Regions from separate parts of the Mus musculus genome. Here regions 2, 3, 4, 5, 6 and 7 are each linked to region 1. Evidence: chromatin contacts called from public HiChIP or PLAC-seq, Micro-C and promoter capture Hi-C data. All regions are on one chromosome and are shown on one strand. The core of a region is the stretch at or near the end of the contact, and the rest is flanking DNA. Distances in the headings are between cores, read along the strand shown.

Region 1 (3,922 bases), core at 591-3,090:
CACCAAATTGTTTGAAACCTTTGAGATAAAAACTTCAATAAAACTAGTGTTCTGATCTTTTAATATTTTATTCCCTTGAGCATGTCAGATTAATCTCCAGATGGCAATGGGCAGAATGAGCGACCAACCATGTTCTTAAGCCCATGATTCTCTGAAAGGACAATAATGTAAGCAGCTGCATTGGCAGCAGAGACTTCAAACTTTCTCAATCCTCAACAGCAGTACTGTTTTAACCGGCTAGCTTTCCTCTCGCTCATTAGATCTTTGTATCCACTCAACACATACCCAGGCACACAGTAGGCATTTAACAAATAATGTTTAAATAAACTGTTGGAATGGCTTAAGGGGGAAAGAGGCAGGCAGTCTTACGAAGAACAGCATGAGTCCAAATCCTGGCATTGCCCAGCAACAAGGACCATCTCCAGAATTAGGGTTATCACAGTGGAGCACGATTTTGCACGTGTAGATCTTCAAAGCGGCATCAAGAGGATTGTTCTCTAAGCTGGCAAGCAGCCATCCAAGAGCCACTTAGAAGGACATTATGCTCCAGCCTCACCATTCCTGAAAAACTATGTCTGCACTCCCGGATCCCCTATTCTTTGGATTTCCACCACATAATTTAAGTTCAAGACTCGACCTCTCTCCCTCGACACCCTGGTTATTCCATAGCTGTTCTTTAGTGTCTGCTCCAAATACCTCATCACACAATGCTAGGCACTGTGCAGAATGCACATCAGGATGGCCGTGGACATGGCTGAAGGTGACAGGGGGTGGCAAGAAACAGTGAAGCATGGGAAAGAAACCAACTCAAGACACCCCCCCCCCCCGGTGGGTATCCAGCGGTTTCTCACCCTTCACCCAAATTCGCTGCCCACCCTTTGGAAAGCCACTGCCAAACAGCTAAGGGAGCGCGACGCGGGACTGGCGGGGTCAGGACTTGGGGGAAGGGAGTGGGGTTCAGGAAACCAACAGACGCGGGACAGTACCTGGTGTGGCTGTGGTTGCGGGGACAATCCTTCTTCTCCATGATGGCCGGCACGCAGTTGGTGAGCTCGGTCCAGTCGGCATGCAGCCCGCAGCTCCAGCCGGTGGAGAAGCGGGAGAAGAGCCAGGTCTCCTTCTTGCCCGGCCGGTGGCAGGTGCACTTTTTCTGGCCAGCTTTGCAGCTGCATGGCTGCTCCAGACGAATGTTCTTCACCAGGTGCCGGCCGAACGTGGTGCCCCCGGTCTTCTGGATGTGCAGGAACACGATCACATCCCGCCCTTTGATGTTGAAGTCCACGAAGCGGGTCAGGTCCTTGAGGGTGAAGTTGAATCGAGGCACGAACCGGGGCAGGGAGCCGTTTTCGGGCGCCTCGGGGTCCGGCTCCTCCTCTTCTTCCTCCTCCTCCTCCTCCGGGTCCCCGGGATCCTCATCCTCATCCTCGGGAGCCGCGACCCCACGAGACCCCTCGGGCGGTCCCCGGGGTGGCGGTGGCAGCTGGGGCCGCCGCTCCCACTCATCAAGGGGTGCTTGTGCCCGTCGGGCAGGACTCGGGACAGCGGGCGGGCGGGCCTCCCCGGAGCGGAGCTGCTCCCCGAAGTTGGTGCATGAGCTGGTGCAGGAAGGGGACACGTACTGGTACATGATGACCACGAAGAGGAGAGTGAGCACCGGCGTCAGCAGCCACTTGTTGAACCTTTCATCCATGGTCCCGTTCTCAGGCCGGCAGGTGAGGTGGCTGCGGCGCCAGCGGCGCGATCGGGCGCCTGCTCGGAAGTTTCGGGGACTCCGGGGCGCGGCTCGGAGCCCGCCGCTCCTCCATGCCCCTGCCGCCGAAGAGAACGGCTGTCTGGCTGCCCCGCCGCACTCCGGGGTTGGCAGAGCCGGGGCCTACGAGCGGAGCCGAGAAGACGGGCGCCGGCGCCGGCGGCTGTGGCGTGGGGCTCCTCTCGATCCCTGGGGCGCCGGGCTCCAGCCGGCTCCTCTTGTACCTGGACGCGGCGCTCTCAGGCGACACGGAGCATCCCGCCGCCGGTCGGTAGACGCTCAGGCGCTGCGGTGCGGGGTTCGTGTCCCGGACCTTCCCGGGGCAGCTGCGGTGGCGAGCACAGGAGCTGCATGAGGCTCACCAGGGCGCGGGCCAAGGGCGAAGGCTCGGCCCGGTCCCGCAGCCCCAGCCCTCCGCGTGCACCGCGCCCGGCACCTTTGCCCACGGGTCCCTGGGCGCCGAGAGCCCGCCGCAAGTTTGCAAAGCCGCCCCTCGGCGGCGGCGAGCAAGACGCCTCTGCGGAGCCGCCTCCCGGGCAAATCGCACTACTGCTCCGGGTCCGCCCGCCCAGGCGCAGGCAACGCGCACACACTCGCTCACGCGGGCTGGCACCGCCACAACCCGCCAGCCGGTGTGACAGGAGCCCTGCTACCCGCAGCAAAAAAACCTGCCCTAGGTACGGAGCATGCGCCAAAGCCTTCCTCAGCCCCGGAGGAGTTTCCAGGGGAGGAGTCCACGGCTCCGCGGGGCTCGCGGGAGGCTGCTGGGGGTGGGAATCCCTTCAGCCTGGAGCCTAGGGAGATCTGGCAGAAAGGCTACCGCGGAGCGAGAACAGGCCCCATGGAGGGCGTTGCTAGCGATGATCTGATTCCTCTAAATTGCAACATTGGCAGCTTTCTCAGTGTGAGAGTGGACAGAAACCTGGTTGGTCTTGTTTGCAGGAATAAAACACCCCTATGGCAGAAAGTCTCACGCAGACTAAACAGGCGGTTGCTTGTCCTTCCTCAGCAGGGTACATAGGTTCCAGACTTCATTTACTGCCTCCCAACACGCTCAAACTGATGCTCCAGTTTGTTCCAAGCTTCCTCAACTATGAACTTAGTAGGTCCAACACTACAACTTTATTCAACCAGCAACCATTAAAAAGCCTGCTTTATAAAGAGATTTGTGTTTGATGCGAACTCCCTTTCCATGGCTCCAAGACGCAGCCCTGCAGGATATAAGTCCTAAAATCCATTCCATTAACACAAAGTGGGCTCTTCGATGTTCAAGACTCGCCCTTTTCCCACCCCAGTAAGAAGCAACATCAGCTGCCCTCACCTGTGTTCCACAGTGAAGACCTCCTTCGTTGTCCACCGAGGTTTTCATTAAAAAACTTCTTTCGAGTGTGTACATTTTGAATTTGCCCCAGGATCCAAACTTCTTTGCTTAAATACACTTTATGGTTTTTCAGATAATGCATTGATACACCGTTCAATTCACATCAGTCTGGAGTATTTGACCCACGATGTCTAGACCAGCTAGGGCTGATTTCCAAGATAAGAGTAGCCCTGTGTTGACATTTGGGGCAATGCAGTGTGAGTCCCTGACCCAGACTAAAGGTGGCCCCAATAGTTACCAGAGCCACACAGACCCCAGTTGTGGTCTCCCACACCAGTCGCACCAGCCTACTGTCTCCTTGGGGGCACTATGCGGGACTTGTTCCTTTCTGAGAACAGTGTTGGCCTCTTCTGTCAAGTCCCCACATACAACCATCACTTCAAATCCAGATCTCCTTCTCGAACACCAAAGCTTGCTCATCAGAGGTTATTTTTATTGTTCTAGACAGGTGGAGTTCTTCCCAACAAAACATTCCCCCTCTGCTTCCACCCTGTTCTCAACTTTATGTGCAACTGCAGGACTGAGGGCTGTCTATACTGTAGAAGTCCAGGTTCCTAAGTAGGGTGCTAGATACGACGACTCCACTTCTCTAAAGCTTTTTGCACTCTTTTTTTCTCTCTCACTCAAGTTTAAATTCCTGGTAATGACACCATATGACACTCCAAAACAAGGAATTGTGCTTTTTTAAAAGCAGAACCCAGTAAAACCCAGCAATTGTTTCCTAGATGCATCGAATTGACAGGGACATTTTTTAAAGGCTGGAGATTGATTCCAGCCTTAAAATGCATGCA
Region 2 (4,014 bases), core at 254-2,753, 690 kb before region 1:
CTTGTTTTTTACAGCACCAAGGTGATGCACAGATACTTGAAAAGGCCTTCTTTGAGAAAATTTGCCATAAATATTCAGGAAATCTAAACTTTTGGGGGAAAGTCATTATTAAAATATATCTATTTTTTTAAGGCTATACATTTCTTGAGTCAGATTCTACTAGCTTTTATGACACACTTGCCTAGAATTCTAATCTGAACAAACATATTTATCAGATTTTTTTCTTCTTTTGCACACACTTAGGATATGTATGGATGCCTAATTACAACCTCAGGATTTTAGCTTTTTATATACTAAGTGAAAGCCCACAGCTTTCCGCTGTATGCCCTGATCAGAGTTTGGAATAGAGGCGCTGACACATGAGAGGATGGATGCCACTGATGTGCCTTACTCTTCCGGAACAGAAAGGCAGTGACCCGCTGCCATTTCTTCCTGGAGCTTGAAATCTGTCAGAAATGTGAAATCAGAAACAGAAGGAAATGCACGCCTCAAATCCCCTTCTATAATTCTAATTTGCCTTGGCATATCGCAGTATTTAATCAATAAGAAAATATTTGGGTGAAGAGGACTCAACAAAAAAGAAGCGCGTTATTTTTAGACAATATTTTACGGGTTGGATAACTCTTAGGCCATATCAATGCCCTTATTCCCACCTGAGGGATCACTTAAAACCAGCTTATATGTCCCAGGGCAAAACCGTGGCAATAAATTCCCAGTGCTCCAGCCTTCTGAGAATTGATCGCAGATTTATCCATCTCTGCCTTTTGGTTCTGGAGCAGACTCTAAAGATCCCAGGATGACGGCGTGTGCTTGTGATCCTGCAGTACCAGAGACTTAATTAGACATCAAATGTGCACTGCCTAATGATGGCTGTTTAAATTATGTAGGCACACACTACAACTCTCAGACCCACACATGGGAAGGAAGCATGAGGTAAAAATACAGTAAATCCCCCTTTGAGACATCGGGATGTGGGGGGAAATACCTCGTCACCGCTGGCAGCCTCCCAACTCGCCCCTCTCCTCTAATAGTCTGGGCTGTTTCGTATTTCACAGTTCATTGCTGCTCTTTCTGTCTCCCCACAACCAAGTCTGCTCCACTTCGCATTTATCAATTTAATACCTTGGCTAATTTCATCCTAGAATAATGTTTCTGTTTATAGAAGTCTAGCCCCTGTGGCAGGCAGCGAATACTCAGGGGTTTCCGGGAAGCAATGTTAATGCACACTGAAGTGGTAGGAGAGGCCCTCCAATCACAGCCCAGCACCCGCTTCCACTGCCTAGTCCGCCCCAGCCTTGGGGGTGTGATTAGGATCCTGCTGTGTGCAGCTGTTCTCAGCACATCCTGGGACAGAGAAGGCAGGGGGTACCTCAGGACCAGACCCAGCGACCCCAATGAGAGGAACAACACGTAATTAATTATTTCAACTGAAGGTCAAGGGCCACTGTGTGTTATCAGGACACAACGCACTGATTGCTCAGGGCCAAGGACGCGTTCCATTCCCCTCCACAGCTTGTACCACACATGACCAAGGTGAAGCAGGATTTGATCTGCTCAACAAATTGGTGTGTTGCCGAGAGGGAAGAACTCTGGCTGATTAACGGAGGATTGATGACTGCGTATGTTCCCAGGTAGAACCATCTGGGCAGGTGTCTTTTAACTAAGATTAATAAGCATATGTCACCACACGTTACGAGAGGCACAATGGTGGAGAATCAAAAATTTCTGAGTCCAACTGTCACGCTGCCACCGAGCAAAAGAAATTTTTTCCCAGGTAAACAAAACATTGTTCCAGCTTGGCTAGAGAAAGGTGACCTAGCTGCACCCAAAATAGTTTATACCCAAGGTACATAGCTCTCCACATCTCTGGAAAAGCAGACATAAACCAGAGGCTTCTCCGCCCAGGCTAAAGTACAGGGTGTAAGATTTCCTCTCAGCCAGAAGTCCGCATGCATATGGCCCCAAGTCAACACCCAAGCTTATAAGGTTCTGTCTGCTGCCAAGCAGCAGGGCATTCGCGGGTTCTTCTCAAAGATTGGAGAATGAGGGACCAGGGGGACCTGTAATTGCCAAGGACAACTGCAGATAAGTTGAAGATCATGAAGACAAATCGGGAGTGTCTCAAAGCACGCCACAGCTTGCCCCATGATGCCAATTTAAAGTTTCTTCTACAATATGAACGTGGGCCAGCACCCTGAACTCCCAAGGAACTCTGAGCCCACATTTTGTTTTCGTGTCTTTTTTTTTTTTTTTTTTTTTTTTTTTAGTTTTTCGAGGCAGCATTTCTCTGTATAGCCCTGGCTGTCCTGGAACTCACTTTGTAGACCTGGCTGGCCTTTAACTCAGAAATCCGCCTGCCTCTTCCTCCCAAGTGCTGGGATTAAAGGCGTGTGCCACCACACCCGGCTGCATTTTGTTTTCAAATGCAGGACCAAAGTATGTTTCCTCTCTGTAACCGATGTGTGGGAATATTATTTTACATCTTTCTGGGAAACTGTGGGCAGCACCTTCTCACAATGACTGCAAAGTCCCTGGGAAACAGTATCTTGTCTACAAAAGATGATTATATTCATGTGTAAACCATATATTAAAATAATAAAAATATAAGAAATAATAATTCCATCTGTAGTCCCTGTGAAATCTTTATATCAATGAAGACAGATAGATCTCTTAACATACATCTCTATGTCTCCATGAATTGAAAACGGTCACCTCACTGGAAGCAGAATGCAAACGTGAAGTCCAGGCACAGCAGAGAGAAGACGGGACAGAGAAAGGTTTGAACAGGGCTATGTTTCCAAGCTAAAGCATATTATTTTTTCCCCCATCAGGTTGCAGTCATTAATGTGTCTCACATGAGACATAGGAAAGGTGTTATTTCCCCAGATTATATACATTTTTACTCTTTATACTTTGCCATAGTTCATTCATGTCTCGTGTTTGATGGCTTGGAATTAACCACCTGTGTGGGAGGGCTGCATCTAGGCTATCAGAGACCAGGGATAATCAACCAAGAACCGGGTCATGGGCAAAAGCTAGCTAGGTAGTAATTACATAGCATGCACTTGTCATGCCTCGCCCTGCACAGAACGGAGAGTCACTAAATATTTGTTATTGATGAAGAAGGATCGAGAATTGGCAGGGACCGAAAGACCAAAGGTCAGAAGGGCAGAAACCAGCCCAGCAAAAAGGAGCGTCCTAATGAAACAGAAGTTCGGCAAGGTTCAGTCATTTGGAGAAGCAATTGCTGTTGCAGGAGGGAGTCATCTCTCAACCTACGCAGAATCTACTGTACTCTTTCCATTACCAAACTCAGGACCTGCTGCTAGGAGTGCCCGTAGGAAAAAGGTGTCTCCCCGACAGCATCCAATAGGCCAGGAGCAAAGAGGTCGGAGAACATCTAAGCACTGACTCACGATTGACATGACCAGTAAGGGCATTCATGGTGGCTGCACCGCCCCTCAACTATAACTACATTTCTATTTTCCTCTTAACTCCTTTAAAACCCATCCATGTACCTACCTCTGTACATCTCCTTCAAATTCATGGTCTCTTTTTTCAGTGTGTGTGTATATGTGTGTCTGTGTGTGTGTGTGTGTGTGTGTGTGTGTGTGTGTGTGTAATGAGAACAGTAACAAAATTCTGTGGGGACTAGTGCATAAGCCAGTCAAAGTCTTTGTGAATGGCCTGTTGTCAGCTACTGAATCCTGGTATGCAACCCTTCATGCCCAGGGATAAGGGAAGTCCACTTCATTATGTCCTCGAGACAGACTTACCAAGTACACAAAACTCAAAAGCCACCTCAGGTTTCTTTTCTTTTTTTTTTTTTTTTTCTTCATTCTTCTGTGATGTGCGCACACACACACACACACACACACACACACACACACATACATATTGTGGGTTTTGTTTGTTTGTTTGTTTGTTTGTTTTTTTAGTGTGATGTGTGCCACATCACATGCCTATTGAGGTCAGAGGTGACTTGTAGGGACATAGTTCTCCAGATCCACCTTA
Region 3 (3,642 bases), core at 961-3,460, 900 kb after region 1:
AAGGGACTGCACCCTAGTTGTTTAAGCATGTGCCATTCTACCGATCTGAACATAACAGGGGAGCAAATGAAAACTGAATTTACATTTGCACACACACACACACACACACACACACACACACACACACACACACACACACACAAAGGTTTGGGGCTTTCCCTTATTAAAAGCTCTGCTGGGCTCATGCCAGAGGGGTCTGGAGGTTGATGGGTAACAGGGAAACTATTTTCTTTTATCTCACAATTATTGAGGATGCTCTTTTCTTCAGATGTGAAGGTCTCAGGACAAGAATACTGACCCCCCACCCCCCCAAAAATCCAGAAGTGATAAACCAAAGCATCGCCCATTTTGAACTGTGCTAAGTTTTGTTTCATGAACACAGGTCGCACACACAATTATTTTCTTTTTATGATGTCTCTGCTTTCTACTGAGTTTTCTAACTTGGCTCACTTGCTAAAAGGGCAATGTTACATAGTTTATACTGGGGTTATTCACAAAAGTTTTATGTATTTGATTTTTGACAACTTATAGCATACATAAGCATAGATTTCAGTCATATATACAAACATTTCTATGCAATCATAATTTATTGCATGTTTATAAGATAAATTTGAAGCGCATAAATTATTTAAATTACCAACATAAATTGATTTCTTCAGCCTTCAATCTTTTTATGTCAAGATAATTTTCATTACTAGACTCAACTTTATTCAGAATTAGTGAATAACAGTTTTCATATATTGTGTTCCCATATATATGTTCTTTGTGTGACAGTGGGTAATATTTTGTCTCAAAACTATTATGCAAGTTGGTAGGTTGAAAGCTCAGAGACAGTAATTTTGTAGTTTATCATCATGAAACAGTGTATTTAATATCCTAGTCTATGTAATTACACTTGCCAGAGTCTTAGCATCGCACCACCCAGAGTCTGAATGACAGTGTCTACAAAAGTGAGGTAAAGAATTATGATTCTAGAGGAATCAGTTCAATTGTTTTAGCAACAGGAGAGCAAAAACAATACAAAATAAGCATTTACAAACATGACAGCTAAGGAAAACAGAAACCCACTTAACATGCCACTGCTGACTGGCATGTCTGTTATCACAACAAACATTTCAAAAGCCATCGCCTTCTTCAATTTAAATGAGCAACAAAACAAGCCCAATTCTTAAATAAATAGGAGTGCAAACCAATTCATGTTAATGCCCTGATTACAAATCAATGGTTCAAAGGTCCCGTGTGTGTACAAACTGGACATAAATTGCAAAAAGACATTTTAAAAAAAGCTAACCGTGTATACGAATGTGTTACTTGCAAACAGCCAAAGGAAGACAAGTAATCTGCCTGAAACACAAAGTCCCTGAGGAGGGGGGTTCCCCAGGAATATTCGGGGGTGCTATTTGATTTTTGATTGTGTATAGCGTCAATTATAATAGCTCTAACTACCAAGCAAGAAAACTGGCTCAACAGCATAAAAACTGTCAGAGTAGAACATTTTTAAAATTTTTATTTAGAGAAATGATTTATGCTTTTGATTTGAAGCAGCTTTGCCCTATCGTTGAGAGACTGCAAACGTTAAAGAAACAACACAGAGATAGCTCTGACGACCAGAATTAAAAGAAGGCAAAACAAGACAGAAGACAACTGTTTAAAAAAGCTGTGTATTCAGAAGGGGATGCGGGCTCAACCTAGGCTCATTCCTTTTCCAAAGGCTTGCCAAAAATGTTCTGTCCATCCTGGGCTACTTTCCACTCCACTACCTCTGAGTGCAACCATGAGGCAAGAAACTGCCGGAGGCGTCTGTTGCGAGTCACACCTGGCCCTCCAAGGAAAATGAGTACTTTCTTGCCATTCGGAACAGTCTCAAACACTTTCAAAGACTCTTCCCCCACTCCCACCCCCAGGCTCAACCCTCTTCCTCGCCAGTTTCTGAAGCTCTTTTCCTCTGGTGTACCGCTTTCATCCTCCCGGAAGAGCAGCCAGCAGAGCACCAGCAGCGCTGGGCAGAACAGGGGAGCCGCCGGCGACACCAAGCTCCAAACAGTGCGCAGACTCCGCGGCGCGCGGCGGACACTCCACTCGCCTAAACCTGCACTCAAAGTGAAAAAAGAGTAGGAGGAGGAGTGTTGGGAGGGGGGACGGGAGGAGGCTCCGCTGGTCCCTCCTCCCTCCTGGACTCCCCGGCTCCTCCTCCGCACTCCCAGGATATACACACACACTCACACACGGCCGCGGCTGGACATGCACACCCAGCGCCCGCTGCCGGCGCCAACACTCGCAGGTGGCGACACTCACCTGAGCCGGGCTGCAGTCGCCTCGGAAGCGGCGGAGCGAAAGCCTGGGCCCGGAGCTGGGAAAGCAGGAGCAGCCCCAGAGCAGACCTGCGATCTGAGGTGATATAGCACGTTTTCTTTAATCCCCGTCCTCCTCCAGGACCTGGATCCCTGCATCCTTCCAGCCTGCGGCGCCCGGAGTAGCCGGGACCCAGGGGCTCGCGGGCGCGGCACCCACGCGGGCGCACGCTCGGAGGCGCGCTCACCGAGAGGGGCGCGGCTGAGCCCGGGCCGGAAACTTGGGAGAAGTTAGTTGCAAGTGTCTGGCTGCTGCGACCGGAGCTGGGAGAAGGCGCCCGGGCCTGGCCGGCCGCGCCGCACCGAGCAGCCCTCCGCTTCTGGAGTGCTCCGGGAGCCCGAGACCTTCAGTGCGCCCGGGGAAGCTGGGAGCCAGCGGAGCAAGCATGGCCCCGGGGACAGCCTGCAGCAGCGAGTCGGAGAACCCGGACAGTCTCCACTGAGGCCCGGCGACTCAGGCTAACTCAAAACCTCAGCCCGCCTCCTTCCTCTCCTCTCCTGTGCCAAAGCCCGGCAGCAAGATTCTCCAGGCAGGTGCCCGGGGACAGCGTCAGCCCTCAGCAGAACTACAGGATTGGGGGTTCCATCAGCGCGCCCTGACCCCGACACAGAAGACGGGCCGCTGCAGTGTTTGTGTTTCTGTCCGCCGCCCTGCTCTGCGCGCCCCGACCCTACCCCTCCTCTTCCTCTTCGCGGCCACCCCTCCCCCACTCCCATCTGCTTCTGTCAAATGAGAAAGTCACCGGGGAGAACCCAAACACTCCAGCCGCCGAGAGCCCCCTTTGGCACTTGGCAGCACGCGGCGGCGGGCTTCTCGGCTCAACTTGGTGGATCCTCCGCCGCTCAACTTTCGGGGCTGCTTGGCTTTTAAGGCGCTGAAGACAGAGGAGAGGGGAGAGCAGAACCAGGCAGCGGCCACCTGCAGGGAGTTGGCGAGCCAAAGCAACGGGACAGAGGACAAAAAAGCAGAGGGCAGAGTGACACCGCGGAGTGGGGACACCGAGGAGAAGTTTCAGGGTCCCGGAGAGGATTTTTTCTTAGAGCTCGACCAGACAGACCAAAGCGGTCCGGGACGCAGCGCCCCGACCCAGGGCTGGTCGTCTGGTCCTCTCTTCCCGCGCGGGAACGACGCGGGGACGCACGGCCGCCCGCTGAGCCGGTTCCCTCTGGCAGCCAACATTGATTTCCTCCGGGCGGAGGCCGAGGGCCCCGGTGGCGGCGGCGGCGGGCTGCAGCCGCGGCACGGCGACAGCATGTCCAAGCCTGTGGACCACGTCAAGCGGCCCATGAA
Region 4 (3,761 bases), core at 452-2,951, 770 kb after region 1:
AGTAAGGGAGGAGCTTAAAGAAGGTTGAAGCTGTCGGGCTGAGGAATTCATCAAGGCATTCAGAATGGATGAGAGCAAGGGGAGGCAGGGATAGGCTAGTCCTACACAGAAAAGTCCCCAGGATACCAGGAGAGAAGGCGCTAAGAAGGGGGGAAATCAGCATTCAAAGTAAAGCAGAATAGAGTCCAGAGGGACATCTGGGTGTCTGATGGCTACACACAGCTCTGCTAGACTCACCGCCTTTGTGAGTCTTGCCTCCTTGCATGTGGTTTCCATACCCCAGGCTAGCGTGCAGCCCTAGAATGGCAAGGGGAGAAGTGAGGCTGTGTTGACCTGTGATGACAAAATGCTGATTGTCTGGAACTGAAACTTTAGAGTTTCACATTTGTTCTACCTGCCAGAGCTTTTGCATCCAATAGCATTTTATGAGAGAGTCCGAGAGGGGAAAGCAGCACACATACACGTGTGTGTGTGTGTGTGTGTGTGTGTGTGTGTGTGTGTGTGTGCGCGTGTGCGTGTGCGTGCGCATGCACATGCACAAAGAAAATTTCCTCACAAAACAAAAACAGTATTTTCAGAATTTACTCTGCTTTCAGACTATTTCCATCAAGCTTCTTATTCATTTTGACTTATTTCCATCTATAAGCAGACTAACGCTTCTTTCTGCTTTTATTGTTCTTCAAGAATAGGCTTTCTATTGGAGGAAAATAATGTCTCTGAGACCACCACTTTGCCCACTGCAGATCTTCATTAATCTGCAGCCACAGAGCAGGCTTTTAGCAGCGAGCACTTTTGATGGGAATTGAATTTGATATTGCATTATGGGTGTAGGGCCCCTCACAATAGACTGTGTTCTTTCTTGTGACTGAGCACAATCCGAGGGACCCAATTAAATAATTTAGTGCAATAATGGAGAACAAAAGCGCATGAGGGCTTATAGAGAGGCCTCTGCGAGTGCATTCTCCCTTTCCTGTATCATGTTAATTAATTTGCCTCAAAACTAAAAGAAAGAGTACAATGTGGAGGAGAGGAGCTCCCTACAAGATGGAGACAGTGTTTTCATACAGCTTCTACAGCAAATGGACTCTCAGGGAAATGGCAGTACACAGGTGTCTTAGGGCTGTGGTAACAAAGGCCCCAAACCTGCTGGCTTAAGATGACAGACTTGTGTATCACGGTGCAGGACTCTCGAAATCAAGGATTCGGCAGAGCTATGTTCCCTCTGGGATTGAGGGTAGAACCTCCCCCCCGCCCCCTTGCCTCACTCCAACTTCTGGTGGTGGACAGCGGTTCTCAGCACCTTGACTAGCTTCTATGCCTAGTCTCTGCCTCTGTTGTCACCTGGCATTTAACACTAACCCTAACCCTAACCCTAACTCTAACCCTAACCCTAACCCTAACTCTCTCCTACTATTCCCCTTCTATAAAAAAGATACCAGTCAGATAGAGTAAGGCTTACTTGGTCATGTCATATTTGATGTGTTAGAATGGCGGGTCGAGTCTCAATAGCACACTAGGCCAAGGCAGTTCCACATGGAAGAGGGTTTTTTGGGGAAAGAGAGAGAAGGTGGTGACAGAAAGAGAAGAGGGGGAGAGAGAGAGGGAGGGGCATTCTCCTTATTTATATGGAGAATGTCTACGCAGGGAGGTGAGCCAATTGAATGTTGGGAACATGGTGCCTGTTGCCTTGGCAACAGGTCTGCAGGTCGAAGGTCATGCTGTCACCTGTGTGATGTCATAGGTTTGGGAGGTCCTGATGCCAACAATATTAACTAGATTGCACCTGAAAAAGATCCTGTTCTCAAATAAGACTATATCCCAGGCACCGGGTTAGGACAGAAACATAGCATTGAGTGGGGACACAATGGCCAGTGATGACATTCTATGCCTTTCCACATAAAGGTGTTTTCTGGGTTGCTTCTGAATGATCCTTCAGTTAATTCAGATAGTGCTGTCCGTGCAGATGAGCAGGAGACTCTGGAGTCCCCTCAGCCCCTGACAGTAAACAGTACACCTTTACAATATGACTGTGGACAGAGAAATGCACACAGCAGTCTAAGAGTCCATTGGTTAGAAGCTGACATGGTCACACAGAGTGTGCCAGGAACCCCGGCCCTCACCTCTGACTCATCTGAGGCAGGTTCTGGCACACTAAAAGTCTTCCTTGTTCCTATAACGGCCTCTTCTGTGCTGGGAGAACCACCTGGGGATGTTTGGCTCAGGCACACTCAGGCATCACTGCTAATCACCACGGTCAACCATAGAAGCTAATCCTGGGTTTCTGGGAAACATGGAAAGTTCTCTATCTAAGGAAGGATAATGCTAAGCAGAGGAGGTTGCAGTGTTTGTTATTCAGTGTAGTTATTAGTCAGACTGCTCCAAGCAATAAGCTGGTCATGCTCTCTGTCATCTAGGACCTACGTGACATCTTCACGTACAGTTTGCCCAAGAATGTCTATTTCTAACGTTTAGGTAAATAAATTGTTATTGTGTATTAACAGCAGAAGGTAAGTCTTTTGCACACTGGCTGTGGCTTGCCAGGGAGCCCTAAGAATCCACCTGCTCCTGCCTTCCCCGAGCTGGGAGTACAGGCGGGCATCACTACACCGAGTAGCCTCTTTACATGGGGTCTAGGGATCAAGCTCCGGTTGTTAGGCTTGCAAAGGCAAGGTCTTTGCTGACTTGTTCTCTCCACAAAGTCTTACATAGCAGCTTATAGGGATAAGGTTGCAGGGCAACCATCCTTACCATCTTCAAGTTCACGGTGTAATGGCCTTGAGTTTGCTCAAGGTGTGTGTGTGTAACTGTCAACACCACCCATTCCCAGAACACCCTCACCATCCCACACAGGAACTGTTGTGATTAAACAACCCCTCCAGCCCCCTGGTCACCACCACTCTACTTTCCATCTTTGGAGAAACTGTGAAGGGGCCTGCTGTCCCCTTGGCTTGCGCAGTGGTACAAGAGAGCTTTCTCATCCCCAAGTTCCTCTGACATTTGAGTGGAGAAAGATTTTTCCCTTCCCCAGCTGGCTGTATAATTGCAGTGAGAAGCCAGGCTGGGGGTCAAGGGTGGAGGGGGCGCTCAGTAGCCTTCTGTGCTGTCTAACATGGAGGAAGTCAGGGACCTCCGCAAACTTTCACGGATGGTAGGAATTCTTGACTCAGATTCCCAAAGTGGAGAGCATTGCACTCAAGTCTGGGGAGTCAAAGTTGGGAGAGGGAAGCCTGTTGTGGCCCAGTGTGGCTTGAAGTCTTCTGTGTTTGTGGGGGAAGCTTACATCCTCTTCCACCTCTCTTGAAAATGTAAGTTAAAGAACTAGGCCTTTTTTCCCCACTTAGGAGGGTACCCCAAAGCTACCACCCAGTTCAAGAAATATTTACCTTGAAATCACTGCCCTTGAACTTGAGAAATTGGTTTAGGCCATAGCATGCCCATGGCTTCTGGTCACGTGCACAGAGGATGGCGTCAGTCTTGCTTTTGTTCCAGAGAGCTTGGAAGATTTGAACACCCTGCCAGGCCTTATCTTCTGATGGTATTTCCCAAGCAAGCAGTCATCTCCAAAATGTATCTGGGACCACACCTTTCAGACTGTGCCCCTGTGATATTCTGGTGATTCAGCAACGGAGACCCAAAGGCACCTGCAAGCTTACTTTATCCAACTCAGTTCCTATGGGCTGATGGTTCCTCTACTTACTCCAAAGCCCAAGCGTGGAATGAACCTCTATCACTTTCTCAGTCCCTTTGGATGCTTTGTAAGA
Region 5 (3,613 bases), core at 882-3,381, 940 kb before region 1:
GGAAATCACCTCGTCACCTTGTGCCAGATGCAGAAAGAGGAAACAAGAAATAGAAGCTATGAACCAATGGTTCTCAACCTGTGGGTCCCGACCCTCTTGGAAATCCTCTATCTCCAAAAATATTTGCATTATGATTCATAACAGTAGCAAAATTATAGTTATGAAGTAACAATAAAAATAATGGGGTGTGTGTGTGTGTGTGTGTGTGTGTGTGTGTGACCACATCACAAGGAACTGTATTGAAGGCTGAGAAGCACTACTATAAACACTGAAAGCCTATTCTCAGATTGATAAGTGCTCTAGAGAGACTCCAGGTCTGAAAAGTTTCATAATCTCCCCAAACTGCACAACCAACTGGGAGCCAAGTGTTTAGATGCATAAGTCTATGTGGGACATTCACTTTCAAACTACCATCCAAGGTTTTTCCTCACCCCTTCTATAATACAAAAGAAAAACGACTACTTGAGTTTCAGAGCTTCCATAACCTCCACTTTCTCAAAGGCTAACGATGCTCTGATTTCTGTGAGATTTCTCTTTGGAAAGCCATGGATAAGACTAAGATTTAAAAACCACAGCCCTACAAGCACTTACCAATGGCTTGTACAGGGAACAGTGAGTGCTATAGTTATCTCTCACAAGTTCCAGAATGATAGCAGAGACAGCTCAAGTGGCAACTCTTACAAGGACAGCATGTAATTGGGCTGGCTTACAGGTTCAGAGGTTCAGTCCATCATCATCAAGGCTGGAACATGGCAGCATCCAGGCAGGCATGGTGCAGGAGGATCTGAGAGTTCTACATCTTCATCTGAAGGCTGCTAGCAGAATACTGGCTTCCAGGCAGCTAGGATGAGGGTCTTAAAGCCCATGTCTACAGTGACACATTTCCTCCATCAGGGCCACACCTCCTAATATTGCCAATCCTTGGGCCGGGCATATACAAACCATCACAAATTAAATAACATGCAATGTGCCGTTTCTCTTAGGTGTCAGAGATGCTGGGGTGGGGGTGGGGCGTCATTCATGATTCCTGAGGATGGGCAAGCACTTCCTTTTGAATCATCACTTTAAAGCATGCACTTTAGCAAGCTTGTGGGTATGTGTGCTGGTTGCATGTATGAATGTCTCTGCATGTGTTTATGGAAGCCAGAGGTTGACTTCTGGTGTCTCTCTTGATCTGACTCTCCCATATATATTCAATCAGGGTTTCCTACTTGAAGCAGAGCTTGCCTACTCTGCTAGCTTGGCTATCCAGCTTGCTCTAAGGATCTCCTGTCTGTGCCTCCCTAGTGTTGAGATCACATGTAGCTTGCTAGCTGCCTAGCATTTACATGGGGCCTGGGATTGGAAGTCCGGTCCTTATGCTTACACAGTGATGACTCACTGAGTTTTTTTCCCAGCCCATAATATATTTTTTAAAATAACTTTTAATTGAATCTTTAATAATTTTATTCAATGTGCCTTGATCATACTTCCCTCCTCTTCCTTCTCTCTGCTACACCCAGTCCTACCCTTTTCCTCCCTACCCACTCCTTTCCCTCTCACTCCTCCTTCTCCCTCCTTCCCTCCCACCCTCCCCCTACTTCAGACATTATCATGAAACAGATGTTTCTCATTCCTCTGGCTCTGAAAATCTTTCTGCCCTCCTTTGTTACATTGTTCCTGGTGTCTTAAGTTTTAAGTTTAAGGATTATGTCACAGATGTATTAATTGCAGATATCACTCATGGCTAACTAATCTCTGCATTTTGACCAATTGTGGGTATATGCAATAATTTCTGTCTGCTGCTGCTGCAAAAAATGCTTCTTTGGTGAGGAATGTGTTGGTTAGTTTTATGTCAACTGGACGCAAGTTATAATCATCTGAGAGGAGGGAACCTCAATTGAGAAAATTTCTCCATAATCAAGACTGTAGGGGATTTTCTTAGTTAGTGATTGATGGGGGAGAGCCCAGACCATTGTGGGTGCCCACTCTGCTGCCCTGTGTCTGATTCTGCCTCAGGATAGCGAGGGCCATTGCATACCAAGCTGGACTGGAGGGAGGGAGCTTAGCTGGGTGATGTAAGTGCAATGCCCCAGCAATGAACAGACCTGGGAACAGCTTCGGAGAAATGGTTCTATTTGTTGGAGCAGGAGAGGTATTTATGGCCCTGGAGAGGTGGTCAGGGTCTCTAGGGCAAGGTTTGTGTGGTCTTATACCATTGACCAGGGCAGAGGTGTTGAAAAAAGCTTCAACTACATAGTCAGGGACTGTAGGGTCCAGGGCAGAAAACCTTATAAGGTTAAACAAGGAGTGAAGCTGTCAAACAAGGACCTGATAGCTGTCAGGGTAATAAATTCTTGATAGTGTTGATGAGGGAACTGGCTTTACTGTGCCAGGTTGGGAGTGGGGAGGTAGCCAATTCCTGCCATCATCATGTTTGAGGTATCAAGGCAAGGGTTGAAACTCCCTCCATACTTTCTCTATAACTCTAGGCCATTAAGGTCTCACACCATTCCTGGGCTGGTGGTCCTTGGATCTATAAGAAAGCCCACCTGAGCAAGCCATGGGGAGCAAGCCAGTTAGCAGCTCTCCTCCATGGCTCTGCATCAGCTCCAAGCTTCCTGCCCTGTGTGAGTTCCTGTCCTGACTTCCTTTGATGATGGACAATGATGTGGAAGTGTAAGCCAAATATACTCTTTCCTCCCCAACTTGTTTTTGGTCAGATGTTTCCTCTAAGCAATAGAAACCCTAACTGAGATGCTACCCTCAGACTGGTAGTCCTGGGTTTTATAAGAAAGCATCCCAAGCAAGCCATGGAAGGCAAGCCAGTCAGCGCCACTACATCATCAGCAGGCTTTTTCATTAGCCCTGCCTCCAGGTTCCTGCCCTTCTTGAGGTCCTGTCATGATTTTCTTTGATGATGAACAATGATATGGAAGTAAAATCTAAAACAAACAAACAAACAAACAAACAAACCAAAACCTGAAACCCTTTCCTCTCCAAGTTGTTTTGGTCCTGGTGTTTCATCAGAGCAATGATAACTTTCAGACATTTTTTGAATTGACACTGATTCTGGGAGACTCTAAGAAATGTTGTGCCCCATCCCCACCCCCAGTTCAAGGTAGGACCTGTGGGAGTCAGTTGACTAATAGAGTTTTGGTTGAAGTCTGACTCGAATAGGACTAGTTTGTCCTTGAATGCATCCTGTGGTTATTCCCCTAATCCAAGGGTATACATCTCCCTTTAATGCTCCTATTTGGATCAGGCAGAAGATAGATATATTGTGGAGAATGAAGGTTAACTATCAAATACTTAATCAAGTAGTGACTCCAATTACAGTTATACCAGATCCGGTGTCCTTAATTCAGAAGACTAACATAGCTCCTTGTGTATGGTATGCAACTATTGATAGTAAATCAATACTTGGTATCTGTCCATAAGGACTATCAGAAGCAATTTGCTTTCAGTTGGCAAGGCCAGCAGGATATATTTACACTTTAACTCAGAATATATTAACTCTCCCGCTCTGTCATAACTTAGAGAGGACTTTGTTCATCTTTCTCTTCCACAAAATATCACATTGGTGCACTATATTGACGACATTATGCCAACTGGACCAAGTAGGCAGGAGGTA
Region 6 (3,975 bases), core at 734-3,233, 760 kb before region 1:
AATCAAGCATCTTAGGTCTCATTCCAGAAGAGATTACAATGGTATTACCTTATCTGAATCCCTGGGATTTCAGAGCACATGGGGCAAATGGTAGGTTCTTATAACAAGGCAGGAAAGAGGAGACGTGTGCAGACCAAAGCTAGGAAGCACACACTATGGGAGTTGGTGACGAATGAAATGCATTTGGTGTGATCACAACATGACAGGAGGAAGGCAGATCAGCCAAGGCAGGAGGTAAGAAGGTCTTGAGGTCTCTCTCTTGAGATAGCGCTGGTCCCTGGACAGCAGTCATTAAAACCCACAGTTTAGCTCTGTTGCTTGGGAAGTTGAGTGCAGCTAGGAATGGGTGGTAACAGTGCTTTTCATTTACTGCATGCTTTTATTTTCACCTGTAAATACTCTGGTTTATTCTAGACATATGTGTGCACACACATGAAAATGTTGAATTGTGATCATCTTAACTAAAAAAATATTTACACTGGACCTTTGATTGGTGTTTCACAAATGTTTTGGATAGGTGGTTTGAGGCAGGGTCCAAACAAGATATGAATGCTATATTTTTATTTATTTATTTATTTATTTATTTATTTATTTATCTTATTTGTTTGCTTGTTTATTTGTTTTATGAGGCAGTGTCTTCATTCTTGCTTCAGACTTGCTGTGTAGTTGAGATGACCTTGGATTCCTGACCTCTAGACACCAAGCCTGAGCCACCACATTTTATAGTGAGGATTTCTAGATCTTTCAAAGGATGGGTTCGACATTACACCATCCTAGGATCTCCAAACCTGAACAGGAGGGCAGTAACAAAATGTTTGGTGATAAAACAGACCAGAAGAAACGCGTGTAAATATGGAAGATGGGTAGTGAAGGGTTGTTTGGGATGTGGGAAGTTCAGCAACTTCCTGCAGTGGCCACTTTCTAGAAGCAGGCTCATTAACTAGGTGTTTTGTCTTTGCCCCAGTAAGGGTGAGGAATACAAGTCACCCTTGCATTTAATGTATAGTATGAGGATACAAGAAAATCCTACAAAGTACATTTAACTTCATTTAAGAGTCATGTGGGATAGCCGGGCGTGGTGGCGCACGCCTTTAATCCCAGCACTTAGAAGGCAGAGGCAGGTGGATTTCTGATTTCGAGGCCAGCCCGGTCTACACAGTGAGTTCCAGGACAGCCAGGGCTACACAGAGAAACCCTGTCTCGAAAAAACAAAAACAAAAACAAACAAACAAAAAACCAAACCAAACCAACCAAACAAAAAACCAACCAACCAACCAACCAACCAAAGAGTCATGTGGTGTTTCCCTTGGTTATCCTTAGAAGATTAGGGATTATTAGTATTATGTTTTCGTCACAAAGGTACTTTGAGGTCAATTCTCTTGCTTTCTGAAGACATATGAATGATATATATGAATTCCTTCCTTGAGTTTCCTTAGCTTAGCAAGGTGTCAGCTAAATTTGCAAAGGAAATTTTCTTTCTCAAATAAATTAGAAGAAATCTCTAATGGAAATTCGGCTTGAGCCTTATAAGATTAAGTCTGGGGAGGTTATCGATAGATTTCATTGTGGGCACCAACCTTTGTCCCAGGACGTGTTATTAAAAAGGACCAGCCTGTAGAAGGAACTCCTTTTGATTATTCAGAGCAGCTTGATTGTTGCTGGAGATAAAATTTCTTTGTATCTGTCCTTGTCATTTTGTCGGGACAGTTCAGAATACCTGTGTTCAAGACCTGAACACTGTATGTCATATACTTTAATTTCCATCTCAGTGCAATTAAAAACATCAAAGCCACCCAGCTGGGAAGGTGAAGCATCCTTAATTTAGGAAGTCATAAATCAATCACTCTCAGCTTTTGCAGGGGGACTTTATATTCGCTGACCCAGATGATCCTACCAATGGCCCGAGGCAGGATTCCAGGCAGCACTGAAATGTGTCTGGTGATCTGAAGATAGGCGAGGACAGATGGGAACCTAAGCCGCAGCCTTGGCCTGAGGCAAAAACCACCTCCCTTGAGCTTATAAAAAGCACTTCCCACTCTGTCGCTCTTACAGGAATTGGGAAAGGGAAAGTAAAAGTGGTCTGAAATAATTTGAGCAAGAAAAAGGCTGCCTCTGTTTACTGAAATGAAAGAAGAGAAGGAATTTGCTGATAAGTTTCGAGAAGAAAAGAGGGAGGAAGATTAGGGGAAATTCATGTGGAAAGAGTCTCAGAAACGGTGGACGACAGCAGGCTAAATATTCTCTGGCTAACCATACTAGGCAGTTCTCCAAAAGGCCTGCTAGTGATCTTCCCGTCCTGTGTGCATGCCCTTGGTTGTTAGCTCCTCTGACAAGCTTCTTTGTTTGAGCTGATACAGGTGAGGTGATGGGTGCTGCTCCTGAACTTGAATTGTAAGACCGTAGCTTCCATCTGGCTAGCACTTTCTCATTGTGGTGTTCACTTTGGTGAAGGCAGCTGTGAGTGAGGCTGTGGGCTTCCCTCGGGAGAGAGACACACACAGTAAGGAACAAGAAACAGGGACTGGAGGAACAGAGGCCTTGGGTCCAATCTGCAGTGTGTTGGGTCTGCACCACACATGACATCCGCTGACCACCACTGATTGGGAAGCAGTTTCTGACTTACTAAGTGGGCAGAAGATCCTAGTCCCTGGAGGGATCTTGCATCTTTGAGGGATCATGAGAACAGTAGCATTGGGCTCAACAACACACATGTTCATTAACACACACAAGCTAAGATAAAGCTTCGATAATATGGAATGATTTTTATCACAGTCAATGATTAATGTACTAATTAGCCTGGGATGGCTTTGGAGAATATGAAACAAAGAGTCATTTGTAATGAACCAGGAAGTTATTAAACCTGGGAACTTTCTCTCATGGGAAAGATAATGGCTACTGATTCAGAACTTACTACAGTGTGAGGGCTATCAGCCGCCTTTACCAGCATGTGATGGGGACTCAGAAGCAGTACAGGAGGAAGGCAAGGGGGCGGGTGTTAAAGATGTGACCTGACTTAGAGGCTGTTGATTTAGGGTAGCTGTTCCAGTTACCCAGATGCAGTGTGGCTCATGTGATTGGTTAAGGGATATGTTGTCCTCTTGCGCGCGCCCAACTGGCCAGGAAGAACGACGCTGCAACAGGATCCTTCTGTACACGTTTATTGGGAGAGCATTGATTGCATAGGCGAAAGAAGAACAACCCCGAACAAAGAAAATTATGCTGCTTATATACCCCTCCATGTGACGTGTCAGCTCCTGATTAGCTGCTCACTCATCATCCCACTACTATGCCCCAGGATGGCCAGTGACTTGGCACGAATTTACTCTTGCACCTGCGCACATTACTTGTTTACCAGTTAGGCACAGCAGAGGCTCGTGATGGCAATTGCTCACGGCTCTCCACATTGTCCTTCCTTTTGTTGATCCTATAATGAAGTGGATTAAGAATGAGTAGAATTCCCAGTTATCAATGATATCCTGGACAATTGTGGTTAAATGTTATAGGAGTATATGTATGGCTTCCTGGGTTGCAGAGAGAGAGAGATTGTGATTTGAATTATAGGTGGCAAGTTAGCCTCCTGGCCCAATAGGATTAGAGAATGGGGCAGGCTGAAGCACATTGTAAGCCTGACTTCTACACAGACTAGCCATTGTCTACTGGACAGTTTGTTTCTTAGAAAGGATAGGTATGGAAAAATGGTATGCTGAGCTACTTTAAGAAGGACTCCACAAATGGACTTGACATTTGACCAGAGAAGGTGTGAGTTAGTTTTGGATTGCTTTGTCCTGGATCACAGCAGCAACTTAGAGAAGGAAAGATTTATTTTTGGCTCATGGCTTTATTCTATCCTTGGCTGGCTGACTCTATTGTTTCTGGGCTGTGATGGGGCAGAAGCTCATGTCAGAAAGGAGAGAGGAGCAAAGCTGCTTACACGGTGATAGCTGGGAATCAGAGACAGATACAAGATGGTGCTGA
Region 7 (3,798 bases), core at 687-3,186, 880 kb before region 1:
AGGCTCGGAGACTGACTATTCTGCTCCTCCTTGTTTTCTATATATGTTTCTTACCCTTCCACATCTTGAGGGTCATTCGGATCGAATCTCGCCTGCTTTCAATCAGCTGCTCCATCGAGAGTCACATCCACGAAGCTTACATTGTTTCTAGACCATTAGCTGCTCTCAACACCTTTGGCAACCTGCTGTTATATGTTGTGGTCAGCAATAACTTCCAGCAGGCATTCTGCTCTATAGTGAGATGCAAAGCCAGTGGGGACCTTGAACAAGGAAAGAAAGACAGTTGCTCAAACAACCCTTGAGTAATGCCATTTTCGTCAAGGCCAGAGAGATGGCTCAGTGGTAAAGCTCTTGACATGCAAATGTGAGGGTCTGAGATAGACTCTTCAGAGCCCACATAAATTGTGTGTGGTAGCAACTATCTACAATCCCAGTGCCTCTGTGGTGAGATAGATATGGAGATAGAATCCTTAAAGGCTCGAAGGCTAACTGGCCAGCTCTACACAGTGACTAGCCTCAAAGAGACCTTCTTTCCAAGGAGATAAAAGGGAAGGACCAATGCTTAAGGCTGTCCTTTGAGCTCTACATGTTCACTGTGACATGTATCAGACCTTGACATAAACAGCCACGCATCATTCACACATACATACTTATCAAATATCAGTCTTTCCATCAATCAATCAATCAATCAATCAATCAATTAACACGCCCTGATAATTTGTATATAACTTCCAAGAAATCCTGAATACCCTCTCAGTGGAGCCCACAGTAACTACTGAGTATTCAGGTCATTATGAACCAAAGCCATGGGTAAGGGCCCTTATGAGATCTTTGCAATATGTTTGTTGATATCTTTGGGTAGAGAATGGGCTACACGAGTATCAATAAAGTATATAGAAAGATTAGAAACCATGGAACTCAGAGTATTTCTGTTGCCACCAACTAATTGCCTCCACACAGAAACTAGTGCTCGTACACTAAACCCCGGACCTCCTACAGCTTTAATGCCAAGATGGGAAGGCTCAAACAAACCAGAACCAAGCAAAAGCCAAGACACAGAAATATGTGGCTGAGGCAGATCTACCGCTTTCTGCCACCAGGAAGTGAATATTTAGTGAGGATAACTCCCTGGAACTCAGATGCATGGAATCTGCGAAGATCAAAGCAAAGTATTCCAACCTGGTTCCTGTGATCATGGAAAAAGTCTCTGGCTCTCAGATTGTTGACACTGAGAAAAGGAAGTACTTGGTCCCATCTGACATCACCTTGGCTCAGTTCCTGCGATGATCAGGAAAAGCATCCAGCTGTCCTCCGAGAAGGCCACCTTCCTGATTGTGGACAGGACAGTCCCACAGTCCAGCCTAACTATGAGATAGCTTTACAAGAAGGAAAAAGAGGAAGATGGATTCTTGTATGTGGCCTACATCGGAGAGAACACTTTTGGCTTCTGAGGCCCTTGCTGGGCTAGGCTCACCCTTCCTGCTTGTGTATCTTGTAAATAACTGGCTGTTCTCAGTTACTCCGCCAGAGCCTTCACACAGACCTGCTAGTGCATTTGTAACTGGATTTATTTCTTACTATATGGGAAGGTTTTGTTTCCTTAGATTAGTAAATTATCATACAGGGGAAAAAAGAGTGTTCTTTCATGCCTAGTTTCCTGTGCTTTCAGACTTTGGGGCTTGTGTTCACTGGAATCCTAGATTATCCAAAGGCATCTTGTGCTTTCTTAATGTTTTTACAACTCATTATCTTTACAAGTTTTTCTTCCTTTATTGGTCTGAGTTTTCCTTTCAGCTCTGGCTAGCTCTTTAGACTGAAGGAATACATTAGTTCTTTAGTCAGAAGAAAGACTGTGGAAATGGCCCAGTCAGCAAAATGCCTGCTATACAAGCATGAAGGCTTGGGTCTGGTCCTTAGAACTCACACACAAAAGCCTGATGCAAAGACATGCACTTGGAACCCCAGCTCTGGGCTGGCAGGAGCAGGCAGGTCCCTGGAGGGTGAGGGCCAGCCAGCCTAGACTACTTAGTGAGCTCTAACACAAATAGAAACCCTGACTCCAAAACTGACGAACCACAGCAAGGTGGCCCTCTGGCCTGAGTTTTCAGCGTTGTAGGCCACCTTAACAATTGCTTAATTTATAAATCATATTAAGTTTTATTGGTAATTGTCAACATTTCCTGGGGAAGGAAATTGGTGAAATAGAGCTACTCGTTAGTATCATATATACATTAGGCGCTAAGTCAAATCTAACATTGTTTTGATTTTCATGGGATAGATCTCCAGGAAACACTTATTCTCTTTAGGTATTGTAATCCTTTAGTACTATAATAAAAAATAATAACTGTAGAAATTGCTAAAGTTATTCTTGGGCTATGTTGTGCTTAATTAGTAGTAAATATAAGTCAGTTGATATAAATATTTGAGGAAATGCATGGTCTAGATCTTTTAAACCTTAAAGAATGTGTTGATATGACTAATAAACTTACATACAATTACTCTCTGAATTGGTCATTTGTTCCCACGAAACTGCGTCTTATTCATTAGTGTATTGAAAACAATGGTTCGAGAGCAAAAGGAAGCTTGAAAAATCAGACGTCGAATAATGGTCGGGGCTCAGGGCTTCTTCATAGGAAAGCGATTATCAGACTCTGTGGTTCAGCACTTCGCCCTGTCTCTGGGCAGACAGAATTCGGAAATGCTAGACTGCATTTACCCTATGCCCGCTGTCAGGTGCTAGGCGTGAGCAAAGAGCCAGGACACCACTGAGGATCTGGGAAAAATGCAACCTAAGATGTGGGAGACCAAAGTGCACAGAGGATTTGGAACATCGGGGGTCCACGGACCTGCCGTGAGGAATTTGAGAGCCTGGGGGCTCTCAAACTCTTGGGCATCCAGGCGCCACTGGGTCTCTGGGAGTTGGGAATGGAGTTGGGTCTAAGAGCTGAGGAGGCTGGGACCAGCGGGATGGAAAATCTGGCTTAGATCATAAGTGATTTTTCTTACCTTAGCAGTGGTTCTCTGAGAGAGGAGAGGGGTCTTTCTGAGGGAGACTTAGATGCAGCTCTGTAGATGAAGGCAGTCTCCATGCTCCTCATGGTGGTTCTTGATGAAAGAGACAGTCCTTGGTTTCAAGCTGTTTACTGATTATTCATCGTGGAAAATGGGTGCATACCACCTCCTCAGGGTGGACCAGAGATGAAATACCGTTTGTAGGAAGGAACGTCCAGGAAGGAAAACTTACTGGCTAACTCTCGGGGTCTCTAGATCATTAGTATGGAGAACTCTTTTCTGATCTACGTGACCATAGTTCATGTTTCCATGTAGGGAGTGTGGTCATGTGACAGAAGCTTGTGCGCGCGCACGCACACACACACACACGCACACACACACGTCTATTAGGAAAATGTTTAGAGAGTTTCTTTGGTCCTCTTCTCTCCCCACCAAAGTACAGGGATATAAACATTCTTTTTTTCCTATCTGGCACAGATTGGCTGACTGTATGTTTGGCCTTATTTTGTTATTTCAGGGACCTAACTCCAACACTTAATCCCACTTCCTCCAATTTTTAACATTTTTATTACCCTGGATAATTGACCCTAGCTTCGGGGCATGCATGATTTTCCATTATCCCTGAACACCTCGCTTGATTCAGCTTTTTGTCACTCTGTTAGCTGACCTGTATCCCGCGGGGACAAGCAAACACTGATGACAGTCTGCCCTCCAAGGCCCTGCTTATTGAGCATAATCACAAAGGTCCAAGCGAAATTGAATTCAAAAAGTTGGTTTTATTTTCCA

The links. Promoter capture Hi-C pulls out the DNA fragments that hold promoters and counts their contacts. A called contact is a pair of places that touch in the nucleus more often than the background predicts. HiChIP or PLAC-seq counts read pairs in DNA pulled down with a chosen protein or histone mark.
Region 2: an H3K4me3 HiChIP or PLAC-seq map of embryonic basal ganglia shows a contact between it and region 1, with 7 times the contacts expected there. The contact joins the enhancer-like site here to the promoter of Hs6st3 in region 1. A contact is called at or near these places in 12 of 39 promoter capture datasets (the 3T3-L1 cell line, cranial neural crest, embryonic stem cells and 6 more), 11 of 484 Hi-C or Micro-C datasets (cardiomyocytes, cerebellar granule neurons, cerebellum and 7 more), 14 of 115 datasets of contacts at active chromatin or transcription factors (T-cell acute lymphoblastic leukemia, craniofacial prominence, embryonic basal ganglia and 8 more) and 2 of 9 other capture datasets (embryonic stem cells and pancreatic islet).
Region 3: a Micro-C map of embryonic stem cells shows a contact between it and region 1, with 3 times the contacts expected there. The contact joins the promoter of Sox21 here to the promoter of Hs6st3 in region 1. A contact is called at or near these places in 1 of 39 promoter capture datasets (embryonic stem cells), 4 of 484 Hi-C or Micro-C datasets (all in embryonic stem cells) and 1 of 115 datasets of contacts at active chromatin or transcription factors (embryonic stem cells).
Region 4: a promoter capture Hi-C map of stem cell-derived epiblast-like cells shows a contact between it and region 1, with 2.7 times the contacts expected there. The contact joins the promoter of 1700044C05Rik here to the promoter of Hs6st3 in region 1. A contact is called at or near these places in 2 of 39 promoter capture datasets (liver and stem cell-derived epiblast-like cells).
Region 5: a contact with region 1 is called in an H3K4me3 HiChIP or PLAC-seq map of stem cell-derived neural progenitor cells, with 11 times the contacts expected there. The contact joins the enhancer-like site here to the promoter of Hs6st3 in region 1. A contact is called at or near these places in 4 of 39 promoter capture datasets (cranial neural crest, embryonic stem cells, frontonasal cranial neural crest and 1 more), 1 of 484 Hi-C or Micro-C datasets (cerebellum) and 8 of 115 datasets of contacts at active chromatin or transcription factors (T-cell acute lymphoblastic leukemia, astrocytes, embryonic forebrain and 5 more).
Region 6: an H3K4me3 HiChIP or PLAC-seq map of neural tube shows a contact between it and region 1, with 5 times the contacts expected there. The contact joins the enhancer-like site here to the promoter of Hs6st3 in region 1. A contact is called at or near these places in 8 of 39 promoter capture datasets (the 3T3-L1 cell line, 3T3-L1-derived adipocytes, the C10 cell line and 5 more), 7 of 115 datasets of contacts at active chromatin or transcription factors (craniofacial prominence, embryonic basal ganglia, embryonic forebrain and 4 more) and 1 of 9 other capture datasets (embryonic stem cells).
Region 7: an H3K4me3 HiChIP or PLAC-seq map of stem cell-derived neural progenitor cells shows a contact between it and region 1, with 6 times the contacts expected there. The contact joins the enhancer-like site here to the promoter of Hs6st3 in region 1. A contact is called at or near these places in 12 of 39 promoter capture datasets (3T3-L1-derived adipocytes, cranial neural crest, embryonic stem cells and 9 more), 3 of 484 Hi-C or Micro-C datasets (cerebral cortex, nephron progenitors and ventral hippocampal neurons), 14 of 115 datasets of contacts at active chromatin or transcription factors (SST interneurons, craniofacial prominence, embryonic basal ganglia and 9 more) and 1 of 9 other capture datasets (embryonic stem cells).

Annotation. Positions count from the first base shown.
Region 1 is chr14:119,136,183-119,140,104 of GRCm38.p6, reverse strand. Hs6st3 (heparan sulfate 6-O-sulfotransferase 3) reads right to left here and starts at 1,840. Exons shown (of 2, transcript NM_015820.3): 1 at 987-1,840. The coding sequence starts at 1,690.
Region 2 is chr14:119,828,845-119,832,858 of GRCm38.p6, reverse strand. The region is part of intron 1 of Hs6st3 (heparan sulfate 6-O-sulfotransferase 3); the gene reads right to left. Among named protein-coding and RNA genes, the nearest start is that of Gm41249, 32 kb to the right of the region's middle. Within about 2 kb of position 1,503, at least 49 of the 459 cell types and tissues checked have an H3K27ac peak or open chromatin away from gene starts, as enhancers often do. A contact at or near this core is called in craniofacial prominence, embryonic basal ganglia, embryonic forebrain and 4 more, where this site is marked.
Region 3 is chr14:118,235,598-118,239,239 of GRCm38.p6, reverse strand. It overlaps Sox21 (SRY (sex determining region Y)-box 21), which reads left to right and starts at 2,210. Exons shown (of 1, transcript NM_177753.3): 1 at 2,210-3,642. The coding sequence starts at 3,605. It overlaps Gm4675 (predicted gene 4675), which reads right to left and starts at 3,008. Exons shown (of 3, transcript NR_131969.1): 1 at 2,296-3,008.
Region 4 is chr14:118,363,818-118,367,578 of GRCm38.p6, reverse strand. 1700044C05Rik (RIKEN cDNA 1700044C05 gene) reads right to left here and starts at 1,701. Exons shown (of 6, transcript NR_045624.1): 1 at 1,460-1,701; 2 at 238-297.
Region 5 is chr14:120,072,374-120,075,986 of GRCm38.p6, reverse strand. No RefSeq gene overlaps it. Among named protein-coding and RNA genes, the nearest start is that of Oxgr1, 32 kb to the right of the region's middle. Within about 2 kb of position 2,131, at least 5 of the 459 cell types and tissues checked have an H3K27ac peak or open chromatin away from gene starts, as enhancers often do.
Region 6 is chr14:119,894,264-119,898,238 of GRCm38.p6, reverse strand. No RefSeq gene overlaps it. Among named protein-coding and RNA genes, the nearest start is that of Gm41249, 97 kb to the right of the region's middle. Within about 2 kb of position 1,983, at least 16 of the 459 cell types and tissues checked have an H3K27ac peak or open chromatin away from gene starts, as enhancers often do. A contact at or near this core is called in neural tube, where this site is marked.
Region 7 is chr14:120,018,284-120,022,081 of GRCm38.p6, reverse strand. Oxgr1 (oxoglutarate (alpha-ketoglutarate) receptor 1) reads left to right here. Exons shown (of 4, transcript NM_001001490.3): 4 at 1-2,497. The coding sequence ends at 302. It also overlaps the pseudogene Gabarapl2-ps. Among named protein-coding and RNA genes, the nearest start is that of Oxgr1, 22 kb to the left of the region's middle. Within about 2 kb of position 1,936, at least 9 of the 459 cell types and tissues checked have an H3K27ac peak or open chromatin away from gene starts, as enhancers often do. A contact at or near this core is called in stem cell-derived neural progenitor cells, where this site is marked.